Regions from separate parts of the Zea mays genome. Here region 2 is linked to region 1. The links are chromatin contacts, called in public Hi-C maps. All regions are on one chromosome and are shown on one strand. The core of a region is the stretch at or near the end of the contact, and the rest is flanking DNA. Distances in the headings are between cores, read along the strand shown. Region 1 holds the start of LOC100273984 (O-sialoglycoprotein endopeptidase). Region 2 holds the start of LOC606470 (derlin3).

What was found. Hi-C and Micro-C count contacts between places; a contact is called where the count stands out from the background.
Region 2: a Hi-C map of ear shows a contact between it and region 1, with 2.8 times the contacts expected there. The contact joins the promoter of LOC606470 here to the promoter of LOC100273984 in region 1. A contact is called at or near these places in 7 of 25 Hi-C or Micro-C datasets (bundle sheath, ear, endosperm and 4 more).

Annotation. Positions count from the first base shown.
Region 1 is chr6:140,539,464-140,545,796 of Zm-B73-REFERENCE-NAM-5.0, forward strand. LOC100273984 (O-sialoglycoprotein endopeptidase) reads left to right here and starts at 2,573. Exons shown (of 4, transcript NM_001148370.1): 1 at 2,573-3,189; 2 at 4,697-4,852; 3 at 4,945-5,347; 4 at 6,067-6,333. The coding sequence starts at 2,602. The coding sequence ends at 5,346.
Region 2 is chr6:140,797,558-140,803,890 of Zm-B73-REFERENCE-NAM-5.0, forward strand. LOC606470 (derlin3) reads left to right here and starts at 3,168. Exons shown (of 7, transcript NM_001112327.2): 1 at 3,168-3,371; 2 at 5,983-6,118. The coding sequence starts at 3,355.

The DNA.
Region 1 (6,333 bases), core at 1,323-3,822:
CGGGGTCTGACAAAGCGGTGAACATTAAGAAAATCTCAATCTTAATGGTGGTGGTGGTTGTTGATAAAATAGGGTTTAGGGGTGTGCAAGTAAGAATGCTAACGAGCTCTAAATTTTACATTATAAAATTTAAGGAACAGATCAAATTAGGACGAGACCTATTTATATTCATTTTAAAACTAAAACTAACTAAGGGTTCAAACAAATTGTAAAAATACATTTGGATCGTGATTCATTACCACCCCTACCCACAAGACCCCTGGACACGTCTCCAATAGGCTCGAACACGATACACAGGCCAACAACAAAAAATATGGTATCACAACACCGGAACAAAATATGGATACTGAGTTTTTCAATGATTCCCGTTGACCCCGAAGTAATTTTAAAACGAGATCAGTTGGGTTGGAAAGCTTATATGATTAGTTTTACATTCATATAAAGAACGCCGAAAATGGAGTCTGTATGTGTTCTGGACGTCAGTTTTAGTGCGAGCTAGTCCTGGACTCCGAGTTAGAGTCAAAGTCGAGTTGGACTTGTACTCTCGCTTGTTGTGGACGTCCTAACTTCTCTCATTAGTACCTAGACCCTTTCTAACTTATTGCTAGTCCTCTCCAAAGTTTCTAACATCAAAACATATATAACACCAAACGTAAACTTTGAAATACAGTTGATGAAGTTAGAACGAACCTATAGATTGAATTATCATGCACGTGCTCGCGTTATTAGTACCTCCATTATATGTATAGGGTGATGTGTCTGCTTGCTCAGCTGGGCAACAAGCTACCTGCATAGCAAGCGCAGCTATGAGTAAATAAAGCGATCCGGAGAAAAAGTGAACGTTGTTGAGCTCTGAAAATTCCTCCGTGTCAAACATCCCATCTTGGGATGCAGGTTTCAGGATGAACTCGGTAGCGAACGAAGTTTGACAAATTGACAATATAATAGAAACCCTTGCACGCCGGCTCCGACCAGCAAGATTGTGAAGGACACGCCCCCCCACAAGCAATTACAAGCCTGTCAAAAGAAAGAACATACTGTAGTTTGCAGCCATATATGATGTATGACGTGATTGGTTGGGCTATTAGGAAAAAAAATCAATCAATTGTAACTTCACGTTGCATCCTTAACAATTTCGTATAAATGCGCAAGACTATTTACAGGATCGGAGGTTCCCTTTTTCAAACACATCTTCCAACGGCGAGTAGTCTACCAGGCGACTTGTGGCTTCTTTCATCCGAGATCCCTGTCATCTCCCAGTCCGAATCACTCTGGTGAAGAAACTTAGGGTGTGTTTGGTTAACGGGTTGACGCGGGTTAGAACGGGTTCAACCCACAATAATTCCTGTTTGGTTCAAAAAGCTTACGAGTTAAGTTGGTTCTAGCTAACTGTATCAGCTTGTCCCCAGCAAGTTCCCTGAAAGTAAATACCGTTTCTTAGTTTTCAAAGCCCCCCATAGGGCCACAGCAACAACAAAACATATTATCTACCACAAACTTTTTTTTTCACTAAGCCACATTTGCCCTGTTGAAACAAAATCAACGCCTACACTCTTATCTAGAGCTTTAGACATACAACACGATAGCTATTTAACTACAACACACAGTCAAAGAAAGAGATGAAAAACTGATCCACAGACTCACTACAAAATAAGCAAGATTTGTCCTCTACTTTCCTTCTCAAACTCAGATTGTCACGAGTTAGTAGCTTGTTCTTAGACAACCATCACAAGAAAAAAGTGAACTCTAGGGGTATATTAAGACTCCAAACATACACCCGTATTACCTCTATGAAGTTAACGACTTTATAAAGTGTTTGAGAGTAATAAACCTCATTAGAAGTAAACTGCTAGATTAAGCAGTCTCCCTTGTGTTAGTAAAAACAATGGTACGGACCGGTTGAATCATCTCCTACCAAACAAAGATTCATTGATCAGAGTAAGTGCTGACATCATTAAGGACCTGTTTGGTTCTCAGTTAACTGTGTTATACTTAGGTTCTGTTTATTTCCTTCTAGAATTATATAATCCAGTTTATGAATTATATAAACATTTATTGATCTGCTTATGGATTATTATAACCTAGGTATATAGATTATATAATCCATCTAATAATCGGTGTTGTTTGTTTACCTCTCAATTTATTTAAGCTGTATTATATAATGTGGAGGGTAAACAAATATGGCCTTAATCTTAAAAAAAAAGTGAGATAAATTGTCACCTAAGAGGATGTTTGTTGATAGGATGTTTGTTTGAGATTATAATACATCTAGATTATATAATCCAACAGCTTTTGAACTAACAGATTATAACTCCAAACAATCAACAACTACCTTCGCACTAGATTGTTATCACAATGACGTTGCCTGATGGCCATATTCAGCAACTGTTGCATGAAAAAAAGATCGTATTTTCCACTGACCTTACATTAATTCGACCACTGTCAGTGGGCCACTGGGCTAAGTTGTTTTGAAATTATGGGCCCTAAGGCCAAAATTGGGCTGGTTTCTTGTACACTTCCACGTTCGAGGCGCGCGGCGAGCCGGGTTCTCACCAATTCGTCTTCTTCCACAAACTCCAAAACCCTAGCGCCGCCGCCGCCATGTCCTCGTCTCCGTCCCCGGCGAACCGCCGTCCCCGGGGCCCGCTTGCGCTGGGGCTGGAGTCCTCGGCGAACAAGATCGGCATCGGCGTGGTCTCCCTCTCGGGTGACATCCTCTCCAACCCGCGCCACACCTACGTGACACCGCCGGGTCATGGATTCCTTCCCCGGGAGACCGCGCAGCACCACCTCGCGCACCTCCTCCCTCTCCTCCGCGCCGCGCTCGCTGAGTCCGGTGTGGCCCCCGCTGACCTCGCATGCGTCTGCTACACTAAAGGCCCCGGCATGGGCGGCCCTCTCCAGGTCGCCGCCGCAGCCGCCCGCGCGCTCTCCCTGTTATGGAGGAAGCCTCTCGTGGCGGTCAACCACTGCGTTGCGCACATCGAGATGGGCCGCGCGGTCACTGGGGCCGTGGACCCCGTTGTACTCTACGTCTCCGGCGGAAACACGCAGGTTATCGCCTACAGCGAGGGGAGGTACAGGATCTTCGGGGAAACGATTGATATTGCCGTCGGGAACTGCCTTGACCGATTCGCCAGGGTCCTAGAGCTCTCCAATGACCCTAGCCCCGGGTATAACATCGAGCAGGTAAACTGTTCCATCAAATGCCAATTTTGTTATCCAATTGCTGTTGCTTAATGTTGTTTAATTCTAGCGATATGCACATAGATGCTGGTTTGTGTGAGTGTTTTTCTAGCATGAAGTATTGTCACCATGACGACTGCATCACATACATGTAAATGCCCTGGGTGGCAAATTGTTAGGGAAATGGTAAAAGTTATTAGTGCACCATGAGTATTTTATCATGAAAGGGTGTTTATGAGTCCTGGAGCTATCAGTGGAACTTTGGCACCTCTTGAACTTTTTACTGACCCTAGCCACTTGAATTTAATTGAAAAATTAACCTACATTACGAAATTCATAGGCAATTTAATTTATGCTGGCTGTACATTTAGTGGCTAGTTTGTTGCCTCCATCAAATAATGGAGTGTTGTACTTGTGGGCAAGATTACTTTTATACTCCCTCCGTTCCAAAATAGTAGTCGTTTTAGCTCTTGATTTTTATGTCTATATTCAAATGGATGAAGATGAATCTAGGCACAAATATAAAACGCAAACATCGACTCATCAAGTATTGTGTGAATCCAATAAATCTCTAAAACGAATTTTATTTTGGGACAGAGGGAGCATGTTTTGTTGAAACATAGCGATCATTTGATTATATTTATGTATTGAACTATATAATATGCTGGGCAGATCTTATGTAGGACTAGTTTTGTGTGACATTGCTTGCATAATGAAGGTCACCATAGATTTATTCAGTCTATGCAATCACTTATGTTTCCTTGTTTTCTTTTAAACTAACACATTTAGGTAGCCAAACACTATCTTACTCTTATTTTGCCAACTCATACAATCAGCCAACAGAACTTATCTTTTTACATACAGCTGAAGAACATTTATTGTATCACGGCCAGGTCAAATGTATCCAATGGGTTGTTTGGTCGTTTAAGCACTTTGACCAGTATGGGGTCATAATTAGCTTCATTCTATATATGTTCCTTTTTCTCAAACCTTTATTCGAATATTGAGACTAAATTTAGCTGACTGTCTGAAGTAGGGCTGCATGTGTTGAATGGTGTTTGGTTGGCTGTATGTGCTAAATTATTTGAGTGGTCGTGTAGATGGATGGACAATAAGCTTTTGAGCCCTGGAAGCCTTCACATTTTATCCCTGGATACATAGGGCTTGAGCTTATAGGATAATCCCAGGAAGTCCCCATTTGATTGGCCTATGTTAAGATTGAACTTCGACACTATTATTAACATTGTTGACACTATGGATTAGTCTGTGTGAATCATTCAAGAGAGTACTTCTGAAGTAGTTCCACATGGTATTGTTATCTACCATTCTACCTTCATCATTGTATTAGCTGTCACCATTAGCATTTTTCTTTCTTTCTTTTTTGTTTTGTTTTTGAAGACATTTTCACTTTGAAGCTTGAACAGATTTATGTTTTTGTACAACATGGCACATTCTTTTCTCATCCTTGAGTTTGGTTTCTTAATTTACCGTATTTATTTTCCTTGTCCAGCTTGCAAAGAAGGGAGAAAAATTCATTGATGTCCCTTATGTTGTGAAGGGTATGGATGTGTCATTCAGTGGCATATTGAGCTTTATTGAAGCTGCGGCGATTGAAAAGCTTAAAAATAATGAGTGCACACCTGCGGACCTATGCTACTCATTGCAGGTACTTGCATGCTCTTAAACTTTCCCCCCTTGTGGATAATAATTGGTTATGCTTTCTTGACAGTGACACTGATGAAAGTCCTAATTTCTCAGGAAACTATCTTTGCCATGCTTGTCGAAATTACTGAACGTGCCATGGCACACTGTGATTCAAAGGACGTTCTTATTGTTGGTGGCGTCGGTTGCAACGAACGTTTACAGGAGATGATGAAGATTATGTGCTCAGAAAGAGGGGGTAGGCTGTTTGCAACTGATGACCGCTATTGTATAGACAATGGGGCAATGATTGCATATACTGGTTTACTGGCGTATGCACATGGCATGACCACTCCCCTTGAGGAGTCGACATTTACACAAAGATTCCGAACTGATGAAGTTCATGCAATTTGGAGAGAGAAGGAGATGCCGGTGCTAAATAATACCCATTCAGATGCAATTGCTGAAGTTTCTAAAGATGAAGCCTCCATGGCAACACCAATCGTTATAGATTACTGAGGTACAATTGGCCTTTACAATTTTGTCTTGCTGCTAATGTTTTTTCATGATAGCTAATGCAATTTGGATTGTTGGAGACAATCGCTACCAATTACTCTCCCTCTATTCCAAACTAAGACATTTTGCTTTACTAGATGCATAGTGTTTGCTATGGCCCTGTTTGGAACCTCTAGAGCTAATACTGCTAAAATTAGTTGTATAGGTCAAACACCCACAACTAATATCCCAATTAATTGTTAGCTAACTCACAGCTAACAATTAGTTCATTAGCTGACTCAACCCAGCTATCAATTTGTTAGCTAGCTAACTAATATCTCTAGGGGTTCCAAACAGGAACCTATGTACTTAGGTGTACACTATGTCTGGATATATATAGTTAAGGCAATGTATCTAGAAAACCCAAAAAATGTGTCATAATTTGAAATGGAAGGAGTACTTGGCAATTCATGTGGAGTTGTGGATGATACGATGTTGGGTGTGATCCCACTTTTCGTGCGTTTGATTTTTCTACATGATGAATATGCTCTACAAATGAAGTTTTCTAGTGCATGAGTTTTACCTAGTGTGCAAACCATGCTGTTAAATGCAAAACTATGCATCTTTTTTTGGACAATACGAAACAGAAGGAACCACTATAGATTTTTTATGCTTCACTGCATATCCTCATGTGTTTTACTTCTGAGCAGCCGCAATCTGATGAGGTTGTTTCTTTTCTGTCAGACAGTAAAGAGTAAATGCTTGTACGGTAAAGCCTAGAACCACTCCTAAGGCTATCTCCAACTGATCTCCTATAGTCCTATCTCATCTCCTATCTCAAACTTCACTCTACAAACAGATAGTTCCACATCTAAATGTGATATCTTTGCTCTGTTTGGGAGAAGCCTCCTCCAGGCACATGGCAGGGGCTCAGAATAGTTGTGCTGTTGTATGAACTGCAGCAGGTAAAATGAACATGTCGTATGCCTGACATACCTGAAGATAGCTGAC
Region 2 (6,333 bases), core at 1,918-4,417, 260 kb after region 1:
AACAGTGGAGAATTGGAAGATTCTGTGTCCAGCTGGAAATCACATGAACCTGGAAAACATGGTGAGGAGCTTGAAGAACTCTGCAAAGGCACCTTGCAGGCTGCTGTGGAGCTGATAGTCTGTTCGTGAATCAATCTGGGGGAGTCTGAAGCTCCAAGTAGCTAAAAGTTCTCTAGTTCTTTCTTCCGGTTCAGATACGGGTAATGAGTGTTCAATGGAAGGTTGGGCTGGGTGAAATGAATCTGAATGTAATAAGTGAGTGGTGGTAAACGGTTGTAACTGATGTTTTTAACGATGGATGGGGGTATCAGACTTTTGGTCTTCATGCCCAAGGAATTAATGCCCTTGAACTAAAAAAAGAGAAAGCTTGGATCCAAAACAGTAGATTATGCATTCTTGGGATGTGCACATAACAATATGGTCTATAGATTTTTAGTAGTTAAATCTGATACTCCAGATCAAAATGTGAATACCATTCTGTAGTCGAGATATGCTTCATTCTTTGAGAATATATTTCTAATGAGATCAGATAGCACTTCTATAATGAGAATAATTATGCTCCTCAGGATTTAGCACCAACAAAAAAAACACACACACACAATCTAATGAAGATAATAATTTAGTCGTTCATAAAGCTCCTAATCGGAGTAAGAGGCAAAGGATTGCGAAATCTTTTGGCGATTAATTCATTGTTTATCACGTAGATGATGTGCCCAATACACTTTCAGAGGTACATGATTCACCAGAAACAGAGCGTTGAGAGCAGGACGGTAACGACAACACGTCACGAAGACTCGCGGTCGCATGGATAGTTAGACGGGAGCGCGCAGTGGCGAGGGCCGGAGCTGAGATTTTGGTGGCCCAGGGCGAACACAGAAATGAGGCCCCCTTACAGAAACCAGGGCAATAAATTTATCTTGGCGTTTCTTTTTTTTCCTTTTTTCACTACCCGATGCATACTTTCTAGTTGACATGATCTAGATAAAATTTGAAACAAGCAAAACGAAATATATTTAATCTACAGGACTACAGATCACAAACAAGCACACACTGATTAGGCAATAGATCTGAGAACCGTACCTAAATCTTGTGCGTCGTGCGTGCGTGATGGATCAATGCGTGGAGCTGCCGGCGAAGCAAGGCGTCAATGCGACGGCGAACCACGGAACCAGGCATCCTGATTCCTGCCTGGACTCCAAGGCGGCGTGATGATCCAATTAGGCGGCGACGCGTTGCTGAATCGGGTCAGGGCGAGTTGTGAGCAGGAGCAGTCGAAGCGTTCGCGTGGTATAGCTGGGACGGATGGCCGGATGATCTAATCTAATTAATCTAATTAGGCGTAGGGAGGCAGGTAGCAAGCAGGTCAGGCCTGTGCGGACGATTGCTTGCAGGCTTGATTGCATGCAGGACCCATCGTTTCAAGCCTTCAACTGATCGAAGACTACTACATATACATGCATGGGGTGGGGCCCCTAGGATCTGGGGGGCCAGGGCGGCCGCCCTGGCAGCCCTGTAGTCAGCGCCGCCCTGAGTGGCGTGGCTAGTCAGCTAGGGGAGGAGAGGAGGGAACACGAAGCACCAACCATGTCCATGGGCGCTTTCGCGGACTTTTGACGGTGTTGCCTCCCGCAGCGACGATGATGTGCACGACTCGTTTTTTTCCTTTCCCCCACCACCCGCTTGTTTGCCGTCTGGAACTACTGCGACTGTTCAAGGAGCCTTTCACCTTATCCAAACACCGCTCCTGTGCCGCGAAGGAATTCTAGAGGCCACTGAAATCTGATCGAATGGCTTAGAATTTTAAAGGTGACGTAGATTTAGCGGGAGCTCAGATTTACTCCTCGTTCTATATAGTAGTAATTATATCAGAATTTGAGGCCTTTTTTCGGTGTTGATAAAGTTATCGTATTTTTTTTAAAGTCAAAACATCTAAAGTTTCATTAAAATCGTATAATAAAATAATAAAATTTATAATACTAAATAAGTATTATTAGATTTTTATCTGTATTGTATACTATATTTATTTCATGCCATCAATTTTATATTTTTATAACTTTTAGTTAAATTTGGAATTCCTGGAAATTTGAATAACTGAGAGAACATATGTAAACACTACCGATCAAACTATGCAACATTATAGTATGTTTCTTAAGAGTCTCAGTTTGATGTAGCAGAGGTAGAGGTGGCCAACTCTAGTGTGTAAAAGACTGTGTAAGGCTCTGTTTAGTTCCTTTAGTAACTAGACTAAATTTTAGTGACTAAAGTTTAGTCGCTAAAGTACCTCGTTTGGTTTCAGTGACTAAACCGAACTAAAGAGCATTAATTGCTGTGAATAATTACTGTTTTAACCTTATTAATTAATGGATGTTTGCTATAAGAAGAAAGTGGAGATGATAAATAAAGTAAAAATACTACTTTAGTCTCTTTTAGTCACCTTTTTTTTTGACTAAAAAACTAAAGTTTAGTCATTCTATTTTAGTCAACATGTTTACTTCTTTAGTGATTAAAAATAATTAAACTTTAGTCACTAAACTTTAGTCACTCGAGATTTACTAGCGTAGTTTGGAGTTTGAAGTGAGATAGAGAGTGATATAGCCAGCCACGTCACTAAGGCCATCTCGGCATCCAGGCATCCAGCCGCGAGCCGCGTAGCGCGTATAGATGTCCAATAAGCACGAGGCCCGCGAGCCCGGCACGAAGCCCGTTTTTTAGGCCCGGTCCGAGCCCGGCACGGCCCGGTTATATGCGGGCCCGGGTCGGCCCGGCACGAATAAGCGGGCCGGGCTCGGACAGAAAATTAGGCACGGTGGGCTAGCCCGGCACGGCCCGTTTAGCTCTAAGCCCGTTAAGCCCGCTTTTTTTACACTAAAACGTGCTTTCGGCCCGCATAGCCCGCTTTTCGGCCCGCTTTTTTCGTGCTAAACGGGCCGGCCCGGCCCGTTTAGGCCCGTTGCGGGCCGGGCTCGGACAAGAAATTGAGCCCGCGTGCTTAGCCGGCCCGGCCCGATTTTTTAATCGTGACCGGCGGGCCGGACCCAAAACGGGCCGGGCTTCACCGGGCCCGGGCCGGACCGGGCCGGGCGGCCCGTTTGGACATCTCTAGTAGCGCGCACACGGCACACCTACGTGTTGAGCCATCTTCATCCCTCCGATCAGAAATCAACGGTGCGTCTCTGCTCTTGTCCGGAAGGTTCTCGCAGGCGCGGCGACCTCGGTTTTGAACACCTGCTCTTCTTCCTCCTTCCAATCCAAGCTTCGTACGGGACGAGGAGAACCGAAGAAGGAATTGGACGCGAGGAGACTCGAGTACTCGACAGGGAAAAGTCGAGGCCTCGGATCCATCGACTCGTGAAGATGTCCTCGCCCGCCGAGTAAGTCCTCGACACTTACAGCGGTTTCATCTGATCCGAGCTTCGATCTCAGATTCCGACGCGTAGACGTTGTATTGCATGGTAGGCCCCGTGATTCGGGTCGGGGATCGCTAGAGGAATTGGAGCTGAACGGTTCCGAGTAATCGATGGATTCGATCGTTTTAATGGGCTTATATGCTGGGGTTGCGACAGTAGACGGCTGTATTGCGGATTCGTGGTGCCACTTTGGTCCCATAGGGCTCGGCTTAGATTGGAGCTGATTGGTTCATTTTCGTCGGTGCTCTAGTGATGTTATCTCTATGTTGCTGGACTGGTACAGCGTTATATACAATTATACATATCATCCGGTTTTGTACTTCGAGTTTGTACTGTCACAAGATAAAGGGTTAGTTATCATTCATGATAAATAGTCTTTCAACTTAGAAGCGAAGTTGATTCACCACTTGCCTATATTCCTGTGCACCTGAACTGGTTTGTTTAGGGCTCCGTTTTCATTAGAGTTTGAATAACAATATATTTTTCATGCAATTCAAACTTTGTGATCTTGGCCTGGACGATTATCTGGATGTGTCAGTGATGACAACGTCAAGTTTTAATTCTGACAGCTCATTTTTATATCATTTAGTTTCATGATTGTTTGTGCTGTGTACTTAGTGTTTTTGGCGAAATATGATTCCTGGTTTCTGAATTAAGGGTATTTGAAGCATTATTCACGATTAGTTTAATTCGAAAGGAAGAAACGGAGTGTGCGTCACCTGATGCATAGAGGTATTCTATAAATGACTAATAATATTTTGTCATTTCGTTGTTGTCGAAATCTACCAATGCGACTTCTTTTTTCTTTCTCCTTTTGCTTTTGCCGGGGCATCATTGGTACAATATTTCACGAAGACATCCAGTATTCCAGTTTGTTGTTCCTTGATTATAGTGACCTTGATACTGGTGATGTCTCTGCCAATCAACATAAGAATTCGATTAAAGATATTGGTATTGGGGGTTAAAATCCGTATATCTGGTCAACTGAAAACGTCACCATTTTTGTACTACCTGAAATGATCCAACCAGTTGGCCTGTTTCTCTGACTCTTGACCCTTAGCTCTGCTAATTTATTCCTATTTGAATTTGTTGACTGAGGCATGAAGTTCTGATATGGGGTTTTCAGCCAGTTTGTGAACTCATGATTTTTGTACTCTCCTTTCTTCTACAGTGACTATTCACTGAACACATCAATTGAGCAGGAAACTATCTCCATTCTGCTTCAATTGTCAATTTGACTATTAGCAGTCTCCATTTTGCACCCTTTGATACTTACCTGTTCTAATTATATGCTGTCCAAAATATTTAAAACCATACTGTTGAGCATCAACTAAAATCATTTATATGTGAAAACATGAATAAAATTTATTCAAAATTAGTAACCAAAGTTATAAAAGAGTTGGCAGAGGCACCTGCATTCACATGCAACAGGTAAAAGAGAAGAGACAAAACATGAGATTGATATATGCAGAGTTGACCATGAATTCATAATGCAAATGGGAGGAAATATCTTTTACCTGTATCTTTAATTTATATAGGAAATGGTGAACAACTATTGTTGTAGGGCCCTGATGTCTGTCCTTGTCCCATGCAAACTATTAACTTTTTGTTAGAACTCGTATATGACCCTTGTGCTCAAACCCTAGCCACTAGATACAATAGAACTTGAATTATACGTTCAGGGTTGGACGGTGATAGCATTAGGGTGGTGTAGCTCCACTCCGAGGCGGTGGCCTTTCCTTCACTAGCCACGTAAGAGACAAACCGGATCTCACTAGAGGTGTACGAGAGAGGAGACTACGAAGAATGTTAGTTCGTGCTTCGTGCGCCGGCCCTCTCCCTATTTATGTACGTGGTGTGAAAGGGGATCACAACCATAAAGTTATTGCGCCGTTGACCAAAGCATGATAGTTGTGTCTGACTTGATCCTTTGACCGAGTCGGATGAGATCGACCTCAACACTTTTTACATCCCTCAACCAGCCACGGAGCTACCATCCCAAAGAAAAGACAATTTCTTCATGTTTGTGCGCTCTCGCTATATAGCTATTGTCATCGTATTTTTCAGTTGTCTCTAAACTTATATAGTGTGTTTCCCTGTTCTTAAGGCGTCGCCTAGGCGTCCAGGCGGAGGTCCAACGCCTAGGCGTCTTGCCCGCCTACCTCGCCTAGGCGTCCAGGCAGTGGTCCAACACCTTGGCTTGCCTTACCGCTTTAAAAACCATGGTGTGTTTCATGTGATAAATGTTTATTGGTATATAATATTAATCTGTGCATAGTGATTTAATGAGGCACACACCTTCATGCATCACTAACTTGGCAGTTGGCACAATCATAAATAAACTGTAGCTTTGTTGTTGTGCTTACTTTTGTAAATGCAAATTTCGAATCTTGATTGTATTGCCTAAACTAATAGTGTCCATTGGTTTACTACTACTGCTCTTATTTCTGCTCATGCATTAGTTGTAAATTATCACTCATTACTGGAACTGGACACTCGGTGCTAAGAAAAAAGTATAAATCCTTTAGTTTTGAAGCCACTTTGGAATGCGTGCTCATTTACCTGCCTTCTTCAGGTACTACAAATCACTTCCACCTATAAGCAAGGCATATGGGACATTGTGTTTCTTCACCACTGTGCTAGTTCGGCTCCATATCCTGAATCCGCTGTTTCTGTACTTATATTACCCTCGGGTGTTCAAGAAGTTTGAGGTTAGCTTCTGTTTTTGTTTTCTCTTCCCCTTACCACATCTGTAGTATCAGGTAATTTCGACTGCAAAACATTGTAAGCTTCTATTAGGAAGAATGTTGTAACATGCCGGATTACCTTGCCTGATAATTAAGGGGAAGTTACTTTGCTTGAGTTTGTTTTGAGATATATGTATTGCATTCCACCTTGCTAGTGCTATATGTCATTTTCTATGAAT